Linked DNA regions of Gossypium hirsutum: regions 2 and 3 are each linked to region 1. Evidence: chromatin contacts called from public Hi-C data. All regions are on one chromosome and are shown on one strand. The core of a region is the stretch at or near the end of the contact, and the rest is flanking DNA. Distances in the headings are between cores, read along the strand shown.

Evidence for each region. A called contact is a pair of places that touch in the nucleus more often than the background predicts.
Region 2: a Hi-C map of leaf shows a contact between it and region 1, with 3 times the contacts expected there. The contact joins the promoter of LOC107933527 here to the promoter of LOC107933524 in region 1. A contact is called at or near these places in 25 of 34 Hi-C or Micro-C datasets (anther, callus, cotyledon and 5 more).
Region 3: a Hi-C map of hypocotyl shows a contact between it and region 1, with 1.7 times the contacts expected there. The contact joins the enhancer-like site here to the promoter of LOC107933524 in region 1. A contact is called at or near these places in 2 of 34 Hi-C or Micro-C datasets (hypocotyl and leaf).

What each region holds. Positions count from the first base shown.
Region 1 is chrA08:102,665,774-102,670,005 of Gossypium_hirsutum_v2.1, reverse strand. LOC107933524 (protein CURVATURE THYLAKOID 1A, chloroplastic) reads right to left here and starts at 2,050. Exons shown (of 5, transcript XM_016865757.2): 1 at 1,549-2,050; 2 at 876-964; 3 at 673-780; 4 at 516-587; 5 at 1-158. The coding sequence starts at 1,705. The coding sequence ends at 93.
Region 2 is chrA08:102,449,409-102,453,640 of Gossypium_hirsutum_v2.1, reverse strand. LOC107933527 (common plant regulatory factor 1) reads left to right here and starts at 1,957. Exons shown (of 12, transcript XM_016865763.2): 1 at 1,957-2,471; 2 at 4,003-4,121. The coding sequence starts at 4,062.
Region 3 is chrA08:102,504,531-102,508,762 of Gossypium_hirsutum_v2.1, reverse strand. No RefSeq gene overlaps it. Among protein-coding and RNA genes, the nearest start is that of LOC107933527, 55 kb to the right of the region's middle. Within about 2 kb of position 2,367, at least 5 of the 9 cell types and tissues checked have an H3K27ac peak or open chromatin away from gene starts, as enhancers often do. A contact at or near this core is called in hypocotyl and leaf, where this site is marked.

The DNA.
Region 1 (4,232 bases), core at 801-3,300:
ATACAAGGAATCCCTACAATTACAGAATAAAGATGTCTCTTTTAGAGGATACAAGAAGGCCAGATTAGCATGCCATTGCCAATCCTGTACATCTATTCAGTTCCAGCAATCTTCTTCTTCAGTGCCTCAATATCCGTAGCTAGTTCTTTCCTGCTTGACTGAGGTAATACGCATGTTTTTAGCACACGGCTTTTAGTGTTCATATATATGATCTGATACTATAGTCTGATAACCAATTTGATTTTAATCGTAAATTAATCCACTCTTTTAAGTTGAACACCACCTCTAATATATAAGCTAGATTTAAAAGTTCAAAGTGAGCACTTGCAACAAAAAAATGCTGATTCAAAACCATCAAATACATCATTGTCTCTTCATGCATTTGTAAATTTCCCTTTAGAGTTATCAAGTTGAACAATTTGCAAGTGTTTAAATGATGTGGCTCACCCATAAAGAACTTGGATTATTCCACACAAAAAATACATGGGACCATATATATTTGACTGAAAACTTACCTTGAAGAGAAGGTATCTATAGACAAACCATCCTGAATATCCAAGTCCAACCAACTCCATTATCTTTGGAAGCTGAGAAGCACAGAAATGCATTGATTTCAGATAGGATTAGCATATAAAACAAGTTATAAAGTGTAGCATGAAGAGTTCCACTTACCAAGGGCACTGAGTTAATGGCGCCAACAAGAATAGATGATAGCCAAACGGCAACTATTGCCCCACCACCATAAAGAAGAACCGTGGTCTTGTTCTCAACTTTATCCCACTAGAAAACCACGAAAAAACAAGCCAAGTCAGGCACTCAGTTCAGCAGGTTAAAAGAGCAAGAAATTGATTATGTGCAGGCCACCATTTTCTCACTTTTTCTTTCAAGTCATCAAAAAGCTCCCCGGTATCGACAGAGGTGTCTTCTGTTGCTTTTGTTTGGAGAAAAGGAAACCTCCGGGATTCTGTACCAAAAACAACAGGGTAAATAGAAGGCCAAGGAATACGTAGCTCAAAGTCAAATGCATATACTATGACAGAGACAACCAAATAAAACTATTTGTTGTTGTGGCATTATAAAGGAAGAGCGCTATATATTAGACCACTTCATAGTTGTTTTACCTATCTATTCATGTTATACGAACATGTCCGACATTCATCCAGAGTTGTTACTTGCATTCTATCCCATACTTGAATTGGTACCAATTCATCCCCATTTGAAATTTGGGGTCCCAACTCCCATATTATCGTCCAAAAGATTGACCCATTTTTTCAGACAAAAGCCTCCATAATTAGTTTACTGCAACTACTCTTAACACGTGTGATTGTCACCAATATAACGTTTCTGATCCTACACCCACCACCAATGATTTCATTTCCGAAAAAACCAATCTCAATTCCGAATATGGTGTTTGGAAGAACAGGATATAGAAGTGAACTCTTAACTTCTATGACCATTAAGCTTTCATTTTCATTCAGTAAAATCAAACAAAAGGAAGAGCAGGCAAGTGAAGTGAGGCGTTAAAAGGGAGAATGTTAACAGCAGTACCTGGAGTTAGCTTAACGGACGAGGAAAAGGAAGCGGTGGAAACGCGAGGAGGGACAGGCGGCAAGGCGGAACAGTGGGTTGTTCTAACGGCTGCAGGAACACGTGGAATCAAGACGGCGGTGGCCGACATGGAAGCTGATGCTGCTGCTGCCGCCATTTTTTCCTCAAAAATTAATTACTGCTATTTCTGAGATAGATAAGCGCCCTCTTGAACGCTACAAATCCTATCCTTTCCTTTCCTTTTGCTGCCTTCTTTCACAGTAGTATTCTTCCTTGCTTTCAAAAAAAAAAAAAAAAAAAGCTCTTCTTAGAAAAAATTCGTTTTCTAATTTATTTTTGTCTGAATGTTTGAATTACCTAAAAGTAATAATAAAAAATGGTATTATTAGTGTGGGTGAGGTTTTGGTGGCAGACGAATGGAGTGATTGACAGGTGGATAAGATTTTTGAAGGAGGATTATGATTGGTTCGTTCCCTATCTATATGCAATCCATGTTTTGAGTAATAAGGGGTCATAGCCCACTAGCTACACCTTTTAAATGGGCGGGTTATCACGACTTTGATTATCGTCAAAAACTTTCACTCAAGGTATATTAATTTTTCTATAAATCAAGGTATTTTTTTATATAAAAATATAACTTGAATTTTATCGAAAATTTACCATTTAATTTGAAAGCTGTTAAAAAATATTTATCATTTTAATTTTTTTTAATTTAGTTAAATAAAATTGTTCAAGTCTAGTTTTGTTAAAATATGAATTTTAATACTTCGATTGGATTCTTTTTAATGTGTAAGATAATACTATGATCCATGAGGGAGGAATCAATTGGGCATGCCTTTTTAGAATTCTTGCTTGGCACATATGGAGGAATCACAATCATTTTATTTTTCAGGAAAAATTTTGGAGCCCAAGTGACGTAATCAAAATTTCGTATAGTTGGGCCATACATTTCTTTTCGACCTTTAATACAGAAATGGTTGGTTGCCATGATTTATCCTATGAAGAACGTGTTGAAAAATATGGACATCACATATATAATAAGAATAATTACATGTTATTATTATTTACTATCATGATATGTTAGACCAAATTAAAAGTGATCTAATTTGGTTAATGTTTTATTGTGCTTTAATTATTAAATAAAATATGGGTCAAATACGTGTAAATATTTTAGCAATTGAGTTCTAATCAAATTCTAATTAATGATGGGCTAATTAGAAATTAGTACTAATATGACAAGATTATAAATATTAGGGTTATGGTCCCCAAATTATATACAAGATATCTTTTCTAATATCCCATCCTTAAGAAAGAGAGAGCAATATTCTCTGAATTTCTTGTGTGCTAATTTGGAAGATCAAATTCCCAAGATCAGGAAAAACTTCAAGGAATTTATGGATTTAGGTATGCTTCTGCATCTAGTTTTATTCTTATTTTGTTCTTAATGATTTGACATGAGAAGATCCTGATGTATGATTTATTAAATTTTATATCATATCTTAATTAATAATTCTAACAAGTGACATCCGAGCCTCGAACATATTAAATAATTGGGAATTGATTAAGGTTATTCATTTGAATGATTGATTTATAAAATTTCATGGGTTTTATATTTCGGATAACATCTTTGAAGGTTTATATTAAAGTATTTTTTTAATATCTTGATTATCTTGAATTCATATTAAAATTTTAGGGATTTATTTTAATTTTTAATTTGGGTGATTTTCAAATTGATAAATTTAATTATAGAGTTTAAAATATTTTACTTCAGTGAATGATCATGTTAAAGTCAATATTTTTTTTTCATTCTTCATTGTCCTATGTTTCAATTTCTGTTAAATGAATAAATAATAAATCTGTATGACATTTAGTTAAAAAAAATTGGAAAAGAAGTTCATAGTTTCGTATGTTTCATTTATATACATAAATATATAATATATGCATGCTTTAGTTTCGTATGTTTCATTTATATATATAAATATATAATATATGCATGCTTTGATTGGTTTAATGCATGTTGTTTTGAAAAATTATATAAATATATATGATTATCTTTTAATTCGATTGAAAGATGAAATTAAGGTAAATATTTTGAAACAAATAGATTCAGATTTTGACTTTTAATTAAGGATGTCAAATATTTTAAATAGATTAGTTGAAACAAAATGTCGCCAAAGTGACCTCTTTTGTGTAGATTAGTTTATTTGAAATATCAAGATGATTATATGTTTTTGTGATTCATGCGTTTATTGATTGACTCAAAGGTAAGTTAATATTTGGTAGAATTTCAATGACATCTGTGGTAATAAATGTGTGACAATTATAAGGTATTTTGTATGAGTAATAAGTTAGTCTAAAGATTAATTAATTGTTTGACATTATTTATTGTCAATGTTTGATTGCTACAACAAGAGTATCGCTTACTGTTAATATTACTATCCAAAGACTTGATATTAATGTTGTGCTTGGTATCTTGAGATGGGATTAGACATTATCTTGAATTTATTGTTTAATTATGAATATTGATGTGAGCTTGTTTTTATTTGTTCTATATTCAGCTAATTCATATTCTATTGCCACAATATCTGCTAATATAAATTCTATACCCATGCTTAATGGGACTAATTTTAAGGAATGGAAAAGACACTTACTTATAGTGCTTGCCTATATAGACATAAACCTTG
Region 2 (4,232 bases), core at 708-3,207, 220 kb after region 1:
TGGAGTGTCGGGTAGGGGTCATAGCTTCCTCTCGAACAACAATAGATGTAGAAGTCACAAATGTTTCATTTGGCGATGAAAATTGTACATATAACTCAAGATATGGTGATCCACTAGTGAGATGAGTCTGCACCATCACCTCAAAGCTACAACCACCTTTGATATCAAATGAGTTATATGTTACGGGATCAATTGAAGCATAAAACCGATACGTAATAGAAGAAACTCTCATTGGCATCGTTCCGAAGATTTTGCGCCTAATTCTTTTACGAAATTTTGTCAAATCTATAGTCTGGTTAAAAACTATTCGCGTTTTGTTCTCCGATAAAAAAACAACGCCGTTCTTGGTGCACAGACCTCACAATCATAGTAAATAACAACACTAATACGTTCACTCATCTTCAATTTCTATTAGTTTAACCTCTCTAATTTTTCTTGCTGTAACTTATGCAACCTGAGAATGAAATTTGGCTCATTTATAGCCTAAGGCCAAACATAAACTACTGTAGAAAAATAGCGTCCACATGGGAGCGCTTTTTCAGTAATTTTGCTGACAGTGCATCCTGTTTGAAGCATTTTTTACACTTTATTTAGAAACGTCTTCTCAAAATTATTTTTTCAGGAACTACTGTAGAAAAAGTATGTCTACGTAGGAGCTTTTTTCATCAATTTTACTGACAGTGCATCCTGCTTGAAGCGTTTTTGACACTATTTGTTTAGAACTGTCTTCTCAAAATTATTTTTTCAGAAACTATTGTAGAAAAAGAGCGTCCATGTGGGAGTTTTTTCAGTAATTTTGTTGACAGTGCATCCTGCTTGAAGCGTTTTTGACACTATTTGTTCAGAACCATCTTCTAAAAATTATTTTTTTAGGAACTACTATAGAAAAAAACCAAAATCCTTATTGTCAATATAATTTCCCTAAACCCTAAACCTAAACACAATATTATTTTTTTTTTAAAATAAACCCAAATTTAATTAATTTATTTAAAACCCCTAAATCCTAATTAATTAATTTTAAAAAAACACTAAATCCTGATTTATTTTTAAAAATTCCTAAAACTTAGAACCCTAAATTATTTTAACAAATACTACAAACTTAACCTTAAATTATTTTAACAAAACCCTAAACCAAAAAACCCTAGGGACTAAACATGCAAAAAGCCATAACCTAGAAAAAACACTGAGCAAAATGCACCCATAGGGAGCGTTTTTGCCACGTCAGCAAAGCGCATCCACGTCAGTGCGTTTTCTGTTGACATGGCAAAAACGCTCCCTAAGGGAGCGATTTGCTAGAAATTTCACCCTAAAACGCTCGTATGTGGACGCCTTTTGCCAAAATCGACCATTTCTGATAAATAATGTAGAAATTGACTTATTTCCGTAAATATATTTAGAAATGGGCATTTATAGGTAAATTAGTCCATTTTCAATGAAACAAACGGAACATTATTATTAGAATAGTAAGCACAAGCTGGCAAGGCGAGAAGGCCCATAACTGATGTAGAACTCTATATAAATAGAAAAATAAAAGGAAAAAAAGGCGAATCTCGATAGTTATGAGAATTGAAGTTTGAAATTAGATTTATCAGTCGAAATTAGCTTTTTTTTTTCTTAGTCTAGAAAGGGATCAAAATCAAAATTTTACGAAATTAAAAAATATATCCTAAAAAATAATTTGAAAGAAAATTATTATGAAAAAAACGAATTTTTACATAATTGTAAAAAATAAAAAAAATGCAGATTGAAAAATAGAAAAAAATAGCGTCATTAAAAAAAAAGAAAAAGCCGAATTAAAATATTTTTAAAAAATAATTCTTACGTGACAAAAGCGTGGATTACGCCCCCAATTAGAATTAGGTCGTCACCAATTGGCCATTGGTGGATTCCAAAAGATTTTATTCATTTTAGTTAAATCCGAGGCAATTAAATACCCCTTCCCAAAAAAAATAAAATAAATGAAACATGACCACGTAAGCCCACATGACGGGTGGAATAGGTAGGACCCCCATTACCCGATATGCGTAGATCGACTAAATAACCAACACGTGTACGGTACAAATGATGTTTGAATAAATAAAAATGGCCAGCGCGAATATCGATGGGCCAACTCAACAACCCAACTTTGCCCCCTCAACACCTCCGTATATACGCTGTATTTATACACCTTGCTTTTCTACGACACGTTTTTGTTGACGTGGCTGTTGCCTTGGCGCTCCCTTTCCTTCTTCTTCCCACGCCCTCCTCTCTCTCTCTCTCTCTCTCTATTTTTCTTTCTCCGTCTCTGCGAATTAGAAAAAAGAAATTCCTTAAATTTTCTCTTTGTTTTTCAGTGAAGATAATGCGGTGTTTTTGAGTATTTTGTTTTACAATATCTCTTTCTGCTCCTTTTTTTTCCCCAATTGAGAGTTATTAATTTCACGCTGTAAAGCTGCTGAGAGAAGGGAGGTTTCTAGATTTGGATTTTCGAGGTATGTTAAAATTAGAGTTCTGTTTTTTTTTAATTGACTTCTTTCGAGTTTTATATAATGTTTGGTTAGTGGATTAGTGCTTAATGATTTCTTTTGGTTGTCTGATAAACGGGCGGGGATGTTTATATTTGAAGAATTAAATTTAGTTTTGGAGTTTTATTTTTTTATTTTAAAAAAGTTTCGGTGAGGTAATGTAGGGAAGTGGATTCAATTCAAGTTTTTAATTGTTCTGGAAATGAAATGTCTTCAACTCACTTATTTAGCTTTTCCATATTAACATAATACGGAATTTTGTAGGATTTATGAAAATACACTTCGTCTTCTTCTTCTTCTTCTTCTTCTTCGTCTTTACTGACTTTCAGCGTTTACTTTTTCATGGATCTATGTAAGTTCGTGGTAATTTCTGATTGGAAATTTCGAATCTGCATGACTGTTTTGGCTGAAAGATTTACAATAAGTTTCAAGGAAGTTAACGAAGCAAAGGAATGCAGATGAGGAAATTAGACGATGAAAACCGAAACAGCTTATTGAGAGAAAACTGATATTTCAAAAGGAAAAGATGACTTTTAGTGGATTCATCTAAAATGATAGGTAATAGTCCAAAACTTAAAATCTTATTGAGAGAAAAGCTTACAGGAAAACTGCAGAAATCTTCGACTGCGGTTTGAAGGGTATTTTTGTCCTTTAGTTAACAGATTAAATCCTGTGGGTTAGATTTTCGAAATTTGCAATCGCTCTTCTGTTTTAGGTATGGGTGCTTGAAAGTCGGTTATACCCTTACCTTTCCGTATTTTTCCGGGTTAAGCACTTTTCTCCAATCTCTTTATTTAAAGGATATTTTTTTGGTTCCTTTCTTCTCAGGGATTATTATGTTGATGAAAATTTATATTCATTGAACTGAATGAAAACCCTTTTATGGCGAAAATCCCAGTGTTTGGTTACAAATACTTTTTAAAGCAACCTATTTATACTTTATAGTCTAATTATATTACCAAAACCACCAAGCGTGCTAGCATACAATTTAAAACTTAAGATGAGTGAAGTTTCAATATTGGTTTTTCATCTAGGACTTTGTTTTTAGAAGACTTAGATTTGATTTGTTGCGTTTGCAAATAAAACCCAATATATAAAGTGTCCAAGACTTTGGTGAAATTTGATAAGCTAATCTGAAATGAAACACCAAATATTTGCATCATACTGCACTTGTTTTAATATATGTAGAGTTGTGTAGGATAATATGGTTGGATAAAATATTATGGCATCCTTACATTATTTTGTTTTAATTTGATGGTGTGTTGTTTAAGCATTTAATAACATCATATATTCGTTTGGTCTGCCCTCTAACTTGGGGGTCATTGGCCGTCACCAAGTCAAACCATCAGCTTATGTTTTACGTAGTGTAGTAGAGAAAAATTACTTTCTGAACCATGCAATCCTTTTTTGGATGTATACTTCTTTTCTGAACCCTTCCTATTGCTGTTGAGAAAATATACTGTAAATCACACCTTCAGGTTTCTCTCCTTGACTGCAGTTGACTGAGAGACGTGAAGGACATTCTAGAAAATAGGTTTTCGGCTTTAGTGCTTGGTAATGGGAAACAACGATGAAGGAAAGTCTAAGTCTGACAAGTCATCTTCACCAGTGCCAACGGTAAGTTAAGAGATTTAGGGAAAGGATCTTTAAAGTAGTAGTTGTACAATTTGTTTGGTATTTAATCTATTAATTTTTTATGCTCATATTATAGTATTGGTGAATACTTTT
Region 3 (4,232 bases), core at 1,118-3,617, 160 kb after region 1:
GTCACCATAATCTAAAGCTCTTTTTAGATCTCATTTTACTTATGGTGAGATGAAATCTTGGAAAATATATTGTCTTTTATCACACTAGTTTTCTATTTGGGAAGACCCTGTTGAGGAAATCTCACTGCAGTATGAATGATAATCTCACTGCCCCATTTTTGTCCACCGAAGATTTTTACTTGTCGTTGTAGTACCATTTTCTACCATTTCCCATGATACCATGATTTTTTTTGTTATTTTTACTTTCCAAGTTGCAATCTCATGTAATAAAATAATAACTATTATATGCATTTTTTAATGATTTTTTAACAAACTATTATATGCATCAGTTCTTTAATTGAATAAAAATTTAAGACTATAATATTGTAATTAATATTATAATATATTATAATTTCTCATACAACCTTCACTTTTTTAAAAATTATTTTATTTTTTTATTTTTTAAGTATTTATTTAATATAAATATAATTAATAAGTTCTAATTATTATTTACTTAAATATAATTTGAATATATATTTCATTTTATTAATAGAAATAGAAATTTAGTAAATTTTTTTACTATTTGTTTTAGATATACACAATTTAGTATAATTTCATTAATAGATTTTTTTATTTTAATCTTATCACTGTAGATACATTTGAATTTAAACACACATTTCATTATAAGTTTTAATCTCACTGCTACAATATCTAATTTTACCATTATAATAACTAATGTCACCACTACTATTATTTTTAACCTCATTAGAGTCAATTTCACCAATAATCTAAAAAAACTTAAGTCGGGTAGGGGAGTTAAGTCATTATGTAAGCTCTTCATATTTGAGGGTATACCATATATAATTCATTTTAAATGATGAATATTTTTAACTTCTATAAATTCTTCCTTTTAAGTATAATGTGATTTGTTAAAAAAAATTAAACTTGTTTAAAACTCAATCAATACTAACAAAATCATAATTATAATGATAAAATTGTTGTTAATTAGAATTAATAGTCTTATTATATAAAAAATTCTTTTGAAAGTAATTTAATAATTAATCGAAAATAACAATTTACCCATAATTGAGAGTGAGAGAGAGAGGAGGGAGAGAATTTCTTTTAATTTTTAATATATTTTTTTGTGATTTTATACTATTTTAAATAAATTTTAATATTTTTTTATAATTTTTACCCTTATTATAATTTTTAAAATTCTAGGTTTATTTTGAAATGATTTTTCTATTATTTTAAATATTTTAATATTTTTAAAATCTTAAAAAAATAAAAAAATTATTTTTATATTTTTAGAAATTTTATATCTTTTTATTATTTTTTAAACAAATATAATAAAAATTACAGATTTCACCACATGGAACAACCCTAACGTGCCACATGGGAAGTTAACAATGAAGTTAATGGCATCAAAAGATGACGTCTTAATTAATTATTTAAATTCAATTAAAGATTCAATTAATTGTTTAAATTGAATTGAAGGTTGAATTAAATTTTTATATGAATTTAGAGTTGAATTTATTATTAAATTGTTTTAAAGGGTTTTTTTATATATAATAAACCTTAATAGAGTTTAAAGTTTGAGAATCCATTCTGTAACATTTTTTTAAAAAATTTTGATCCAAAATTTAGTTTTATTTTTCTAAAGAAATGAAATTAAAAATGATTACATATCTATACTATTTATTAAGTGTTTTTATTGAATTAATGTCACCCTTAATCGTGTTATCAACTCGGTTAAGGAAATAATAAAAATATTTTTTCGTAGTTAAAAGGAAATTAATTAATTGAGGATAATTTAATCTTTTTATTTAAAAACTCAATAAAAATATACATATGGTAATATTTAAACCTGAATCAATTGTAATAGTAAAATTTTTAAATTTCCACTCAACTAAAATTTTATTTTGAAATTTTATACAATTTAATTTTATATTTGATTGAGTTTGTGTAATAAGCTAACTAGATATCGACTCAAGATCGATAACAACATCATAATAAACAATTTTAATCTAACTTCTTTTTTATTTTAACATCATACATATTTCATATATTATTAATTAATTTCAAATAATGTGTATTTATTCTAAATTTGATACACATATGATAAGAGTTTGTAGTCTTATTTATTTAGTCTTCAAATTTTCTAAAAATATCAATTAAAAATACAAATCTTCAACTGTTCTTTTTAATGGTTTAGTTGATGAAATCATGAAGGGTGGATTAAAGAGGAGGGACTAATGAGGGGAAGGCACGCGGAATCCTCCCACGTGGAGATATGGCAGTGACACGCGGGCCATTGAAGATCTCTAGAGAGTCCAAGCGGCATAAAAATGAGCTGGCTACGCAACCTCCTTTGCTGCGTGATTGTGGGGTCCACCTTGTCTGTGAGTCGGTCTACAGTGGACACGTCACGGCCTGGACCACTTTCACTCACCGACATATGGCAAATGCGGCTGGGGCCCACCCAGCATACGTATTTAGATGCTTTTCTTTTTTCCCCTGCCAGGCCTCGTTGGCAGATATACTTCTTTTATCTTTCCCTGGCATCGTGGTTCATTTCCATTCCTCCGATTCACGAAATTAGGACCGTGGATCTCCTTTACGTCAGAGCAATTTAAAAATTGAATATAGTGATTTTTAATTTGATGATCGGATAGGGAGTTGCGCATCTTTGTAGAGATGAGTTGGGAAAGTGTATTTGATTCGGCATGAAAATGGGCGGTCGGGATTAAAGATTTGAGTGAGATTCGAGTCAAAACAAGGTGCGTCAGACATGGAGTGCAATCCGCGTCGGAAAGCGAGAGGAGAGCTGCCCCACCATCTGAATTTACTAGATTGCCCCTTTACTTCTTCTTTTTTATGCCCACTGTATTTTTGGTACTGTCAGCAGCACTTTGTTTTATTTCCTTTTCATTTGACTAATGTGCATAAATTTTGTTTATATTTAAGAAATAAATATTAAAAAATAAATTTGAAAAGTACATATTCTTTTAGCATTTGGTCACCAAATCAAAAATATTTTTTTTTAAATCTACCTTCTTTTCCCAAAATAACAATATTGGAATAAATATAAGAATTTTAACTTTTAATTTATTTAAATTATTTATTAATTCAGTATTAGCATAATAATATGATTTATAATCAATATTAAAATATTACATTTGTAATTCTAAATAGAATTATTGGCATAAATATTAAAATATTAATTATTAAGTTAATTAAGTTTTAACTTGATTGATATACGTATTGTTTCCAGTGCAGGATGGCGTGAATTTAAGTACGTTGAAATATATTATCCTTCTATTTATGAAGGAGCTATGAGTATTTTTAGCCATTATTTAAAAAAAAGCAGATATAATTAAAACCTATAATAAAATTATTCAAAAAATATTAATTATTTAAAATTTATTTTTTTAAAGGAAAATTTTGTTTATCATTAAAATACTAATTAATAATCTAAAATATTAATTATTTAATAACGTTATTTAACGTATTATATTAATTTGAAATAACAAAAGTAATACTAGTTCGTGTATTAAATGAACATTATTATTGAATTAATCATATAATTATTCTAAAACTCTTAAAAATTGTAATAATTATTCAATATTATTTGCATTAATATTTTGTAATTTTAAAATATTTGAAGTTTGTATTATAATAAATTTATTACTAAATACCTCTAAATTATAATTGATATATTAGTTTTCTCATAAAATATTAGGAATACTATTTAAAATTTTAATTAATTAGTAACTTTGAAATTATTATAAAACAATATGTTATGAAATAATGATTTTATTATATCAATTATTAAAATAGTAGCATTATATTATTTATAACATAAATATGCATTAATAGTAATATTGAAATTTGTAAAATTTTAAATCAATATTTCAAAATTCTAAAAATTTCTGTTAATTTTTTTATATTAAATTATATATTTTTTATTGAACTTATACGAAATATTATTGTTAAATATAAATTTAAATGAAGAATATTTGGTACTTTATCAGTAGAGTTTTTAGATTTCACAAGTAAAATTAGGAGTTTTGACAAGTGTCCTGTAAGGTATAGTGATATATTTAAAAAAAATAAACAAATGACAAATTTCTAAACTTATCTCTAGAATAAAAATATATATATATACTGCCAATCTACCAAATACTAATCTAAAATTAAAACCAAATAAGTAAAATTTAATTTATTAAAATTTATTCTAAAGTTAAGTTTTT